Linked DNA regions of Zea mays: all the other regions are linked to region 5. A link is a contact called in public Hi-C data. All regions are on one chromosome and are shown on one strand. Each heading gives the region's core, a stretch centred on a gene start, on an enhancer-like site or on the middle of the called end of the contact. The rest is flanking DNA. Distances are from core to core; before and after follow the strand shown.

The links. A called contact is a pair of places that touch in the nucleus more often than the background predicts.
Region 1: a Hi-C map of leaf shows a contact between it and region 5, with 5 times the contacts expected there. The contact joins the promoter of LOC103653218 here to the promoter of LOC103653216 in region 5. A contact is called at or near these places in 3 of 25 Hi-C or Micro-C datasets (ear, leaf and tassel).
Region 2: a Hi-C map of leaf shows a contact between it and region 5, with 4 times the contacts expected there. The contact joins the enhancer-like site here to the promoter of LOC103653216 in region 5. A contact is called at or near these places in 3 of 25 Hi-C or Micro-C datasets (ear, endosperm and leaf).
Region 3: a contact with region 5 is called in a Hi-C map of leaf, with 4 times the contacts expected there. The contact joins the promoter of LOC100382753 here to the promoter of LOC103653216 in region 5. A contact is called at or near these places in 3 of 25 Hi-C or Micro-C datasets (leaf and tassel).
Region 4: a Hi-C map of leaf shows a contact between it and region 5, with 5 times the contacts expected there. The contact joins the promoter of tga1 here to the promoter of LOC103653216 in region 5. A contact is called at or near these places in 6 of 25 Hi-C or Micro-C datasets (ear, endosperm, leaf and 1 more).

Annotation. Positions count from the first base shown.
Region 1 is chr4:47,284,099-47,286,798 of Zm-B73-REFERENCE-NAM-5.0, reverse strand. It overlaps LOC103653218, which reads right to left and starts at 1,406. Exons shown (of 3, transcript XR_565332.4): 1 at 1-1,406.
Region 2 is chr4:46,723,670-46,726,381 of Zm-B73-REFERENCE-NAM-5.0, reverse strand. No RefSeq gene overlaps it. Among protein-coding and RNA genes, the nearest start is that of tga1, 77 kb to the right of the region's middle. Within about 2 kb of position 1,286, at least 19 of the 20 cell types and tissues checked have an H3K27ac peak or open chromatin away from gene starts, as enhancers often do. A contact at or near this core is called in ear, endosperm and leaf, where this site is marked.
Region 3 is chr4:46,582,982-46,585,681 of Zm-B73-REFERENCE-NAM-5.0, reverse strand. LOC100382753 reads right to left here and starts at 1,357. Exons shown (of 9, transcript NM_001175468.1): 1 at 1,118-1,357; 2 at 858-979; 3 at 445-498; 4 at 72-96. The coding sequence starts at 1,300. It also overlaps the pseudogene LOC109945713.
Region 4 is chr4:46,646,751-46,649,598 of Zm-B73-REFERENCE-NAM-5.0, reverse strand. It overlaps tga1 (teosinte glume architecture1), which reads right to left and starts at 1,484. Exons shown (of 3, transcript NM_001362259.1): 1 at 791-1,484. The coding sequence starts at 1,242.
Region 5 is chr4:47,004,015-47,006,714 of Zm-B73-REFERENCE-NAM-5.0, reverse strand. LOC103653216 (nuclear transport factor 2) reads left to right here and starts at 1,250. Exons shown (of 2, transcript XM_008680177.4): 1 at 1,250-1,782. The coding sequence starts at 1,264.

The sequences.
Region 1 (2,700 bases), core at 157-2,656, 280 kb before region 5:
TAAGACATTTTGGTAAGCATCTGATAGGCCCTTCTCTGAGATATTCTGATTTTCAAATTCTTTCTCCTCTGGCTCAAGATTATCGAAATCAAAGTCATCAGAACCCACTGGAGTAATGTGAAGGTATTTAGACACTTCGTCATCAACTTTAGAGTTAGCCTGCACAATTGCAGCAATGTTCGGAGCGCAGCTCATAAGAAACTCTTCAGAAGGGTCCGATTGTGACCGCATCTCCATGAGCCGGAGCAAGACCGGAGCGTTGAGGAGCAGGTTCTTGGCATTGACATCGGCACCCCATGGAAGCAGGTGCCCCGCGACATGCACCAGGGCGTCAACGAGCTCCTTGTATCGGAGCAGGCTGGTCCTCAATCCTGCCGAGATGTCCCTTGCAATGTCCTCCAAAGAGACAGAAGTGACCCCGTTCACCTCCGCAGAGAAGGCGAGCAGAGCCGCGACGAGGGGAAGTGGAAACCGCCCCGTGGTGAGCGACCACTTGGATGCGCAGCGGAAGAGGAACCGGGCCTGGGCGAGAATGGCGTCCGTCTTGTCGGGCGCGGCGGCGTTGAGCGAGGTCGAGAGGTGCACGGCACGGTCGAGCGCGGCGGTGTAGTCGAAGCATGGGAGGGGAGGGAGGGATAGCTGGGCGGTGACGCGGGAGACCAGGTCGGCGAGGGCGGGCGCGGAGCAGAAGGCGGCCTCCGCGGCCTCGGCGAGGGAGAGCGGGAGGCGGTGGGACCGCGCGACGAGAAGGGCGCAGGCGGCGGCGAGGGCAGGGAGGAAGGCGCTGCCCGGGGTGGCGAGCTGGCCGTCGGTGGCGGACTTGGCCATGCGGAGCGCCTCCTCGGCGCGGGTGTGGGACAGGCCGAGGCGGGTGGCGATGGAGGTGATGCCCGCGGTGGCGATGGCGAGCTTCTGGTCGCGGTAGGCGGAGTCGGAGTCGTTGCGGACGAGGGAGGAGACGCGGCGATCGAGGCCCCCCGACTCGTTGAAGGTGGACTGGTGGACGAACTCCGCGCCGCCGGCGTCCTGGATGATGCCGCATGAGGTGCAGACGAGCACGCCCGAGTCCGCGTCTGCCACCACCGCGCCCTCGCCGCACGACAGGCACGTCGAGCCCATTGGCGACGCAGCGGTGGCGATGGCGGCAGTTTGGAAAGGAGTGGGGATCCGATTCGAATCGGCGGCGCAGCGGTGGCGATGGCGGCAGCTCGGAACGGAGTGGGGATCCGATTCGAATTGGCGGCGCAGTGGTGGCGATGGCGGCAGCTCGGAATGGAGTAGGGAATTCCAACCGGCGGCGACATGTTAAACGGTGCGCAGATACATAGGGCTAGTTTGGATCGGCGCGCCGGCGGCCACGCCGCGCCACACCTGTGGCGCTCAAAACGAGCGCCACACTGGTGGCGTGGGAAGTGTGGCGGGCGGCGGCGGCTTAGGCGGCCATCTAAACATCCCCATAGTTTACCTAAAAACATTGATATTGATTTATACCGTTCATAGTGAAGTTTAAATATCTACTAGTCGATTACTCGTGCGTTGCGATGGCTCACAATAATATCCACGTAAATTATCTATCAAAAAGATTTCAAGATTTTTTATTAGTCGTCTTCACTCTTCGAATAATATTTTTTATAAACGCACAGTTACCATAAGGAACAAATCAGAAACTCACATTTCTTGCCTCCCCCACCTTCAATGTTTCATAGAGCAGGAGGGGAAGGGAAGAGGCGAACATACATGTTCGTTGCCGGAGAAGGACACGATGAAGACCTAGACATCTGGAGGCGACATAGGTAGTATACCGCTAGATATATAGGGAGAGAGCACGCAAGTGGAGAAAGAAGCTCAGCCGGAGCAGCTCCAAACCAAGAGGCATCCACACTAGGCGTCAGTCCGAGAAGGGCGAGAGAATGCAAGTGTCTTCCCAACACTGGACCCGCCGAAGCGACACAACAACACCACCAACTCCGTAGCATATGTCGACTGCTGCCACGCTACGGGCCTTAGTTGTCCAATATCTCAGACCTGGACTCCTCATCGCTAAAATAACCTAAGTGTGGCAGTCGCCACCATGTCCTCCTTGACGACACGCACGGAGAAAGACCAGAAGCATGACCGACTCGCCCCGTACCCGTGTCGACGAGCGTCGGTCGGCTCGCAGCTGCGACCGTTGGCGGGGGCAACAGGTTGGAGGTGGAAGAACAGGGCGAATGCAGGGAAGATGAACGGGACGTCCAACGACGGTGAAAACGATGATGTGCGCATGATGTGAAACGTCCTCGTGGACGTGCAATAGCCACTGCGCGAGTCGGTGTCGGGGCTGGTGTCGGACGAATACGGGGAGGAGGCGCCTGCTCCTATGCCCTCTGTCGAGAATGGGGTGGCGCGGAGGTGGAGGCATGAGGGAGAGAGAAAAGAAGTAGAATGGTGAACGAGGTGGTAACAACTGAGGCGAGGACTATCATTATCGTGCGGAGGTATAGATGGCCAAATGGGCCGTGTCTGGCGAGCCGGCCCGAGGCACGACCCATATAATAGTCCCTGGGCCAACCCGGCACGAGCGCCGTGCGGTGCTTGGGCCGTAGCCTCGGCCCATGGTGCTGGCCCGGCCCAGCACGATTATTTTATTATTATAAAAAAATCATATATACATATGTACAGTTTATATTGAATATTATAAACACCTGATTATGTTGTTCT
Region 2 (2,712 bases), core at 37-2,536, 280 kb after region 5:
CTTAATTATAAAAGTATGAGATATCGTATAATTAATGTTGCTACTGCGTAGTAAATATTTCTATGAGACTAACACAATTTGGATGGATCAAATTGGGGTTAAAATGAATTAAATATGAATTAAACAAGTTTCTTGAATTATTTTTATACTAAAATCCTTTTCTTTATTAATTTCACTCATGTTATTTCACCTTTGGGCTGTGGGCACTATTTACCAGAAGCTCGGGGTCTGTTCTGTAAAATCCCGAGGACTTGGATTAAACTACTTTATACATAGTGTGGGTCGCGGGTTCATTCATATAAAGAGCAGGGGTTCTTATGCAATTGTTACCTAGCCGAAAAGGGTATCGGCGTAGATCAGCCGTTGGATCCAAAATCGATGGCCCAAATTAGATCCTCTCTTAAGTGAACCGGTACGTTTTCGCGAACCCGTGGATCTAGATCCTACGGACTACAGCCGATCCGCGTGTCGATCCCATCTGAGCCCTTGGATCCCCGACCAGCGCACAAGATTTATTTAACCGAGAGGTTACGCCCCAGTCAAATCCTGGCCCTCGACTGGATGATCAACGACCCCAAGGTCTTCGTCCTCCCAGTCTGACCGGCGTCAGTGGATCCCCCGCGCGGCTGCTGGAGATGACGGCTGAGGGGAGCACGCCATGGGGATGAGGAGGTGCGTCGGCCAGTGATCGGATGCTGAGCGCAGAGGCCGAGTTCGACGCGAGGTTGGAGCACGGGACGTGGTGGCCAACACCCCGCGCGTGGCCCGGCAACAAGGAGTGGCAACGACGACGTGATGGGACTGGGCTACGGCGCACAGCGCACGCGCTTCCATCGCTGGGTTCCCTAGGCGGCGGCCCTAGGTTCGGCTCCCAAATCCGGTGTGTTCAAATTGCCAGCATAGCTGTGGAGGAGGTATAGGGGTAGGATTTATATGCGGGCTAATTCATTGGCCGCAACCAACCCCGAATCACGCGGTGAATTTGGTTTCTTCTCTGGTTCGTTCCGCAGTCGAGGCCACATGCACGAGCTACCCGCGGCCCCGCATGGTGGTAGTGAGACGAGATGGCATCAGTGTCTACGCTAAGGCAACGTCCCGAGCGGCCGCGCGAAGGGATCACCTGTCGCTCAGCGCAAGAATAGGAACAAACAGGATCGCAGTCGTTGAGCCCCCCATGCGTTCGATTATGGTGAGGATCGACTTTGAAGACGACCAGCCAAGGACGGCCCACAGGTCAGCGATCCAAGAGTACCATTGCGCGCACCCTGGTTTGCTTGCATGTTGACATCATCGCTGAGGTCATGCTAATGTAAGCTCCGGCCAAAGGAATAAAAAAAAGAAATAAAACAGGACGTGCAGAGAGAGCAATTGGAGATGGCTTCGTTCGGTAGGAAATGGAGTGGCTACGGTGAAATGGTCCTAGCCCACCACAAGGCCGTTTTCTTTTTTTTTGTATTTTTATCTTCTATTTCTTCTCTCCCAAATCCTGTTTTAATTCCTATTTCAAACTAGTTTCAAACTTCAAGCATAAAGTAAATGAACAGACCAAAGAAACCAGCATGAATGCAATTAATTTATACATTTATTTAAGAAAATGTTTTCATATATGCAACACACTCATTATTTATTTCTAGAAGTATTATTCTGGATGTGTAGTTTAATTTTAAACTACATTCACAATATTTTTTTTTATTTTTAAGGAAAACTACTTTCTAGTGTATAATATCCATTTAGAGATGATTTTACTTATTTATTTCCTTTTTTGAAGATCTCTAAATGCCTAATCTATAAAAAATAAGAATAGTTCTAGCACTTAAATGGTTGAGTATCTTTCCATTTTATTTATTTGTTTTTTATTTTGTTTTGAATTAAATTTCACTTTCAAAGTTTAAATCTAATTTAACAATATTTTAGTATTGCCACTTGTTCATTTTAGGAAGAATAATTTCCAAGGTACAATTCTTCATCAAAAGACGCTTTGAGTGAATCCTTTTTGAAAACTTTTTCGTAAACCCAAAATTATGATTTTGGGGTGTTACATGTTGATCATCAAACACCAAAACCTATTGAGCCAAATGGCCCGGGGTCCATTTTCCTTACATGGGTTTTCTAGTTCAGTCAAATCATTCACACCTTCGGGAGCTGGAACGTCTCTTGGTCCGCCCTCCCCTCACCCGGAAGGTGAAAGGGAAATGTGCTATAGGGCCATTTCTACCTATTTTGATGATTAAGTACCCAACACACCACATTAGACTAACAATTCTGATATGAGCATGAGCACAGGTTCTAGCCAAAGCAAATTGAAGTACAAGTCCATATGAGTCGAATTTAAGGGCCAAAATAGCAACTTTGGACAAACCAACATAAACACAAGGTTTAAGTGTTTGGATTAGTTGCATACCTCTTATACCATGTTTCTTGCACCTTGGTTTGGCTTCTAACTCATTGGTGCAAGAAAAGTGACTTTTGGACTTAGTTTTGGACATATTGCAAATCCTCGTGAAATGGAGAAGAAAAGGTATGTTACCCACACTTAGTCAACTGGATTATGTGCTAAATATCTTTGTCTAAGTAGTAGGGAAGCTACCAAAGGTAGCCAAAAGAAGTTGGAGAAGTTTGGCTCAAAAGATCCAAACTTGGGCCATTCTGGAGCTCACCGGACTGTCTGGTGGTGCACCGGACTGTCCGGTGCTGCGTATGGACGAACTCGCT
Region 3 (2,700 bases), core at 108-2,607, 420 kb after region 5:
TGCTCTGCAAGTCATATTTCGTTGCAGAAACATGTTGACCCAAATTGACTCTATAGTTCCGATAGTCTTGCCTTGGAGTCTCCAATGCCTTTCAGTCTGCATCGACAACAAGCATATAGTACTGGTTAGAGCTAAGTAGCAAAGTACTTGTACGTTGCTACGGTTTCCATTTATAATTATAGAGCATAAAACACAAAAAACAGCTGGTTAGGTGGGTGTGAATGTGGGTTTGGAGCTAACAACCATGTTTTGAATCTCCATCTGTGCACAATTTTAGCTTTTTTACCATTTAAATGTGGAGGAGCACGACGACGGTGGAAACCGTGGAAACCAGTGCTTTATATAGTATAGAAATTGCTTGTTTCATGCCTAAGATTCTAAGCAAACATTGGACTCCATCACTTATCAGTTATTACACCAAAATGATCAAAGCAGTGAATTTACCTGCGAAGGCGCTCAATCGATTCATTGTTACTCAGGTCACAGACGACGGAGTAGCTGTGAAAAGTATGACCCCATGTTATTTGTAGTCAACCAAGAATATTTTAAATATAACATATAAAAATATTTAAAATAGGATAAATGCAGCTTATCAATCTTTTGTTGCTGTATTTTTCCTAGGCTCAAATTTAGTGGAACCAATCTGCTTCAAAACAAAGCACATACTGCAGCATTTGCATTGTAAGTGGTTGTAACTTGTAAAAGCTCAAGGCTGAAATCGTTGTTTCATTATTACAGAACTTATGTGCTTGCAAGTTGCAACAATCGCATAGAAATTGGTAGTATATGCTCAAAAATTGCGATTGGGGTATGTGATTTTCGTACAGAACTTCCAAGTGAAGCATTGAGCAGCGTACACGGTGTCAGTAGGGATCACCCCGACGGCGCCGCGATTGATGAGGTCGATAATGGGGTCAAGCTTCCAGAAGTCCCCGCCGGAGGGCTCCACCTCCACCCGCAGCAACCCGGCATCCCCTCTCTTCGTTCGCGCAAAACCCAGCCACCAAAGAGACTGTTCTTAGCAGTCAGCGCCAGAAAGCCCGCGAAAGGCAAGTGTTGTTGCGGAGAGCCGGAGAGTTAAAAGAAGAAAGAAGAACGCGCTTGAGGCAGAAGGTACCGTGAACTGGCGCTCGGCGGCGTACTTGAGCCGCTTGGGGTTGCGCTTGTGGAGAGCAACGACGGTGGAGGAGACGCGGAGCCGCGCGGGCGGATGGGGCTGCGAAAAGCGGACGCGGAGCGGGGAGGGGCAGACGGCGCAGCGGAAGGAGAACCGCGAGAAGGAGGAGGCAACGGCGGCCATAAAAGGCGTTGCCGTCCGAACTCGGAGGAATGTGCCCGGAGGAAAACGAGTGATTCCTTTCTCGTCTCGGAAGGTGATCTCGTTCCACTACCTTCACGTAGACCTCACCAAGAAATTGGGCCGGCCCATGCACAACCCCGCCCTGCTCGGCCTTTTTCATTCCGGGGCGAGTCTGAGGTACGCCACCGTCCAGAATGGCTCACCTCACGACTCACGAGGCTCACACATTTCCCCGAAGCTAGTTTGACATGAGAGTATAAGACGCATATCTCTATTACTACTTAAGACTATAGTGTAGCCGTTTATGGTGCACGGTTTTGTCCCCTCTCCTCACATCCCCGACATCCTCCCCTCTGTTTCGCTCCCCATCGCGCCCTCCTCACCCTCCCAGTTGCCTCTGCTCCGCTCCCTATCGCGCCCTCCTCACCCTCCCAGATGCGATCCCCATCACCCGAAATCCCCGGAGGGGACGCGCCGGCGCTGGAGCTATCGAGGGCGGAGCTGGCGGCCATCTTTCAGGTGATGGCGGACCTCCTCGGTGACACGACGTGGCCGCAACTCCACCCGCGGCCCTACACCGACACGCCGTGGCCGAGCCTGCAGTGCGAGCTCGCGCCCGACGAAGCATGTGTTCTCCGCGCCACCCGCCTCCACCTGGGCCCCGACGTCACCACCCCGCCCTGCAGGCCCGGGGCCAGGCTCGACCCCGCCTCGCTGCGTGGCCTGCCGCACCTCCGGACGCTCTCCATCTTCGGCTGCTTCGGCGCCGCCCGCGCTGTTCACATCATCATCCTCGCTCGAGCAGATCGTGCTCAAGTCCAACCCTAACCTCACTGGCCCCATACTGGCGACGTTGGTTCTTATTTTGGTAAATATTGTGTTATGCACACCGATGGTTACCAATTCAGTGATAACTATTGTGTTATCTGAATAATTTGTAGAGAGGGGCTTGACTATGAGGTTAGGGAAGAATGACAGTACTACTATACTAGCAGTGCATGTTTTACTCTGCAGGTATCCAGAGTAGTGTTTGAATCAGCGCTGTCGGGGACCATAATTAGGGGTACCCTTAAGGCTCCTAATTCTCAGCTGGTAACCCCCATCAGCATAAAGCTGCAAAGGCCTGATGGGTGCGATTAAGTCAGTGATCAGTCCATTCGAGGGAATCGATCACGCCTCGCCCGAGCCTAGCCTCGGACAAGGGCAGCCGACCCCGGAGGATTTCCGTCTCGCCCGAGGCCCCCCTTCAGCGGCGAATATATTTCCGGCTCGCCCGAGGCCCTGTCTTCGCCAAGAAGCAACCCTGACCAAATCGCCGCACCGACCGACCAAATTGCAGGAGCATTTAATGCAAAGGTGGCCTGACACCTTTATCCTGACGCGCGCCCCCCAGCCGGCAG
Region 4 (2,848 bases), core at 235-2,734, 360 kb after region 5:
GATGCAATTTTCCTAAACCTCTTTCAGTTGGTGTACTCCTCCGAACATTCTGCAGAGATACTATAGCAGTACGCCGCCTTTACCTTTTCATACTACTACAGAATACATTCTGCAGAGATACTGTAGCAGTACAGCTCACAACGCGGCACCTAAACATCAAATGATTGATGGTAGCCAAAGCTGGGAGTACACCCCTGTCTCGCTCAACGCGGCACGCCAAACCGTGGCGGCGCTTCATCTGCGGCGGTGGCGAACTGTCGCCGGGAAGCAAGCAGCGCCGACTAGAGGAGGAGCCAATGGCAGAGTACCGGGGGGGGGGGGGGGGGGGGGCATCCCGTCCCGTCGCCGCCAAAGGGCGTGAAAGCAAGAAACCGCTCGGAAAAGCAAGCGCAGGAGCTCACGTGTCCGTGGCAGCGGGCTGAATCTTGAGCAGACGATTGGGGAGCAGCAGATGTTAATTCGCATCAGGGCGTCAGAGAAAGTGAAGGAAACGAACGCTAGGCCTGCCTGAGAGCAGTGTGCAGCAGCAGCAGCGAGCGCAGGAGGAGGCCGGGAGAAAGGAAAAAGGCGTGCCAATAATTCAGGTACCGTAGCTACAGGAGGAAACGAACGAACGAGATGAAGGTTTTTCATCTCTTTGGTTTTCAGGAAAAAGAGAGAGAGAAAAAAGATAACGAAAAAAAAAAAGGCAAGCCGGAAAAGGTAAAGTTGTGCATCCTTGAAACGAGACAGGGACGAGCTACACTACACTACACCAGCCCCCCATGGGAAAAGAAGGCGGGGATACTACCTGCTGCACTGCTGGCAGAAGCGCATCTCGCGGCCGGCGACGACGACGACGGGGGTCTTGGAGTGCGCCTCGCACACCTTGTGCCGCCGGTGGTAGTCGCGGCACTTGCCCAGGTCCGCCCTGCACCCGTCCACCGCGCACGACGGGCACTGCTGCTGCTGCTGCTGCCCGCCGGGCCCGGCGGGGCGCGGCCGCTTCGCCGCCCCCGCCGCGGCCTCCCTCTCCCTGCGGGCCGCGCCGGGCTCGCACTCGCCCATCCCGCCCAGCTTCAGGTCCACGGAGCACTCGGCGGGTGCCCCTGCTGCCCCGGGCGCCGGCGGGCGGCTCTCCGTCCCCGTGCCCGCCGCGGCAGCATTGGCGGCGTGGCCCCCCGACGACGGCGCCGCGGCCGCGTGGTCCCGCTCCAGCTCCGCGAGGTCCCACGCGCCCGCCGCGTTGAGATCCCAATCCATGCCCGACGTACGCCGCGCGCGCCGACGTTGCAACCGCTAGTCCTAGCCCTTGCACGCGCGCGCCCGCTGCAGCTTCCGCTCCTTCCCTCTCATTCCGCGGGCGTTTATCTATCGACAGACACTACAGGCGACGAGGAGGTGGCACAGCAACAGTGAAGTGAGAGCTGCAGCTGCGGCGGCGGCTGGATCGATGGACACGAGAGGTGTGAGGTGCGATGCAGCTGCTGCCTGCTGCTTCGGAGGAGGAGGAATGGAAGGTGCGGGCGGTGTATAGATAGATAGCAAGGCAGCAGCAGCCAACAAAGATTTGCAGCAACAGAAACGATGCCCGAGTGGCCCGGAACTGGGGGTGGAGTGGAGTGGGAGCAGTCAGTACTTTGCAGACACAGACAGCTGCGACTGTAGCAATGGTGGGAGGGAGGGAGAGAGGAGCGTGTGCATGAAAAGAGAGAGAGAGAGCAGCGGCGATATTACTTGGCGCCATGGTGGGGCCGCAACCAACCTTTCCGTCCCTGAAGGAGGAACAGTGGGCAGGGCCCCACCGCCATGTGTCACACTGCAGCCATGCATGCAATGGGGCTATGTTGTGCTGTGCACCTGTTGCCTGTGCTACAATTATTGGGGCTAAGGTGTCTCTACAGTTTTTTTATTTTTTTCAGAGCAGTCACTCTATGTACAGACTAATGTATATTTTGATTTATCTTTTTTTTAAAAAAAAATGACTCAAATTCGTATAAGAGTAACTCCAAAAGCACTTAAAACAACCCGAAAAACAGATTTAGAGTTGATTTGGTGACCCTGGATCCCGAGATAATGGAGAGGGAAATTAGTTCATTTTCCCCTCAATTCTCTTCAATCCTTCCGGGATCCCCTTGTCACCAAATCAGCCCGACGGATCCATCATTGTTGGAAAAATACGGTAACCCGCTTTCAACCTATCCCCCCCCCCCACCCCCACATATTTGAGCGACGTAGTGTCTCCCCAATCGTTTGCGGAATGGGGCAGATGGATCTAGTTTTTTTAAAAAAAATATAGGCTCGGTTTACGGTCTTTTAGCCTTTGTTTTGAATAAAACTGTTGAAGTATGCACCATATTTGCCTCCAAAAAAATGTAACCTGTCCCTAATAATTATTTTTTTGACGGGGGTGTTTTTGCATCCTTTTGGATTTGCTATAAAAGTCTTTAATTAATTGATATTGGGTCTATCTCAGGCTTCTCAGCTCTCCTACTGTTACTTTTGTCTTCTAATATTTGGGATGGATGTTCGAGTTCCACTCGTATGATGAAACATAGAAAAAAAGAAATCATAAGAACCGGTTCATTTTCATAAAAAAAAGCACCTGTGAAGTGAAAATCCCTGCGTTCCAAAAGGGCCCTGACAGCCTTTGATATTAGGTCTATCTGCAACTCCCTGCCGTTACTTTTGTCTTTTAACATTATTATTGCAACATACAAAAGAATCAGTTCAAAAAAAGAAAGCAAAGGAAATAATAATAATAATAATAATAATAATATTATTATTATTATTATTATTATTATTATTAAAACAGATCCAAGCAAGTGGCGTCTGATCAGGACGTGTTTATCAACAACAGTAGCAATTA
Region 5 (2,700 bases), core at 1-2,500:
CAAGGAGAGAGCCACAGCTATCCAGAGCTAGGGTTGCCAAGTTTCGTAGTTGGCTAACTGGGCCGTGGCTCGTGGGCTGTGTCGCTGTGGCCTAGCGCTCGGCCTGGTGCCTGGACGATGCTAGGTATTTTGGGTAGAATAGGTACTTCGGGTACCGTGGGTTAATACCCGATTAGACCGAACTTAGATCGGGTATTCAGTTCGTTATCTTGCTGGTTCTGTTCGAGTAACGGGCTTCAGGCTAAATGAGTTCGGGTATTTTGGGTTTAGAGCTTTGGACTCAGGTTTTATGCCCGGATCTAGTGCAGTGTGTGGTAAAAGCAGATAAATAGAAGCATTCACATATATTCCATCTTAACATGCCATCTTATTTCTACTATCGATTTATTTTAAACTCACAGTACATGCGCGCAGGGTGCACGCACTTTAACTCCTGTGCGCATGTACTCCGTCATTTCTTGTTCTCCGTCATTTTCTTGAGACAAAAGAGAGGGATAATTGTGTCTTTAGCCGGTTATTAGCTGATATTAGTTGAATTTGATCAACTAATGAACTAATGGGCAATTAGGAATATAGGTATTTTAGCTAGGCTATTATCTATTGTAGTGTTTAGAGAACTCTGGCTAATGTTAGCGACAACAAATAATATACAAGCAGTCATTAGGTGCAAGCGTGCAAGCAGCTATCTTAATCTATTGGATCTAGATCTAACCGTATGTATAATCGTGGTTTATTAAAGTCTTTTTTATAAAACTACACGAGTTGGTGGTGAGAGAATTTAAATGCTAATATAGCATACGGTTAGATCTAGATCTAACAGACTAAAATAGCTGCTTGCACATTTATATATACTATGCGTTTGGTTGCCTGCATCTGCGCGTGTTTGCATCGTGGAATACGGGTAGTTGCTGTTTGGTTGCTGTGACCCAGGCTATGCGCGTGCGAGCTCTATGTTTGGTTGCCTGCATGCATATCTGGATCCAGGCTCGCACGATCCTCAAAGCACTCTGGACCAGACTCACCAGATACGAGCAGATTGGTCGCATCTGCGGAGCCAGGCTTCAGCGGTCCTGGCTCACACAGCCATAATGGCTGCTTGCATATTAGTCGTTGCTAATGTTAAGAGCTAAGTTTTAGTGGATTCCTCTTGTTGCTCGGCCCCTCCTGCCTCATCTCAACAAAAGATGTGTACTCTGTAGATGCGCGTGCCATTAAACCCCAACCCAAGAGCCGAGAAAGCACTTCCTGCCCGTCGCATGGGAGATGCTGGGCCTATTTGTAGCACAGGCCCAACCGCCCAACCCAGATTCTGTCGCGTTCTTTCGACGCCAACCCCGACCCGCGGCCCCACCACCCAGGGCCAAATTCCCCTGCGATCCTCTGTGTCCACCTCTCCTTTCTCACACCTCGACGCCTCTCTCTCTTTCCCCGAGCTCTCGAAACCCTAGGTGCGTGCCGACCGGCGGCGGCGGCGAGGTGATGGCGATGGACCCGGACGCGGTGGCGAAAGCCTTCGTGGAGCACTACTACCGGACGTTCGACACCAACCGCGCGGCGCTGGTGGGGCTGTATCAGGAGACCTCCATGCTCACCTTCGAGGGCCAGAAGTTCCAGGGCCCATCCGCCATTGCCGGCAAGCTCGGATCTCTTCCCTTCCAGGCCTGCGAGCACCAGATCGTCACCGTCGACTGCCAGCCGTCGGGGCCCCAGGGAGGCATGCTCGTCTTCGTCTCCGGTTCCATCCGCACCGGCCCCGAGGAGCACCCCATCAAGTTCTCTCAGGTATGCACCCCCGCTTTGGCCTCGATCTGCCGCCTTCCAACTTGTAGCAGCAAGGCTTATTTTATTGTTGTGTGGTCTGCGATGACTTGTCACATGATCTGATCAGTTGTCACTCCTGTGATTCCTAGTTAGGTTTGGCCCTGATCTCATGATAGCCTGTAGAAGGCCCTTGCTTTGTTTGTTATTTTGATTGAATGGCGCCAATCATCTGTGCTTACTGTTGTGTTGTATTGATTCGTCTCATGGTTATCTTCTTAGTATAAATGTCTGGTCCATTGTCCTTGAGATGAAGTTGTCAACTGTGCCAGTCGATATTCGTTTGGAGCATTTGTTTTTCTACTAGGCAGCTTCATTTGTTTAGATCTATATGTAATTGTTTATGCTCGTCCTTGTTCTATCCATTTTTCAATTCTGTTTTAATTGATGTGATATGGTGGCCTTTTGTCTATACATTCTGTTGGTCCTTTCGACCCTCAAGATATTCGTTCCGTTGTAATTGACTGTACCAGTGCACAATTTATGCCCAATTATGCTTGTCCTTATTTGTCGTGTAAGTTCAAAGGTGCATTCTTTTTATTGGGTACACTACAATTGAAATTTCCGTCAAATAGCAGCTAGTCTGCTATACATATGCCACTATTCAAGTGCGAAATTTCTGTTCGTCTGTGTGGTTTTAGGTTCCGTGGCAAAATTACTGGTTCTTGCAATATCTTTTGCAGTGCTGCTTAGTGCTCGAGATGGACATGCATCATTTCTATCTTTTTATGCTTCATACTCTGGTTGAACAAATTTGCTTTGACCTGTTGTTTTTCTTGAAATCTTGAACTCCCACTCCAGAAATCCTTTTAACATGCAATGAATGTGAAGTACTAGTGTTTTTTTATCCGCAGTCGAGAGGTCTTTCTTAAACATTTGTGG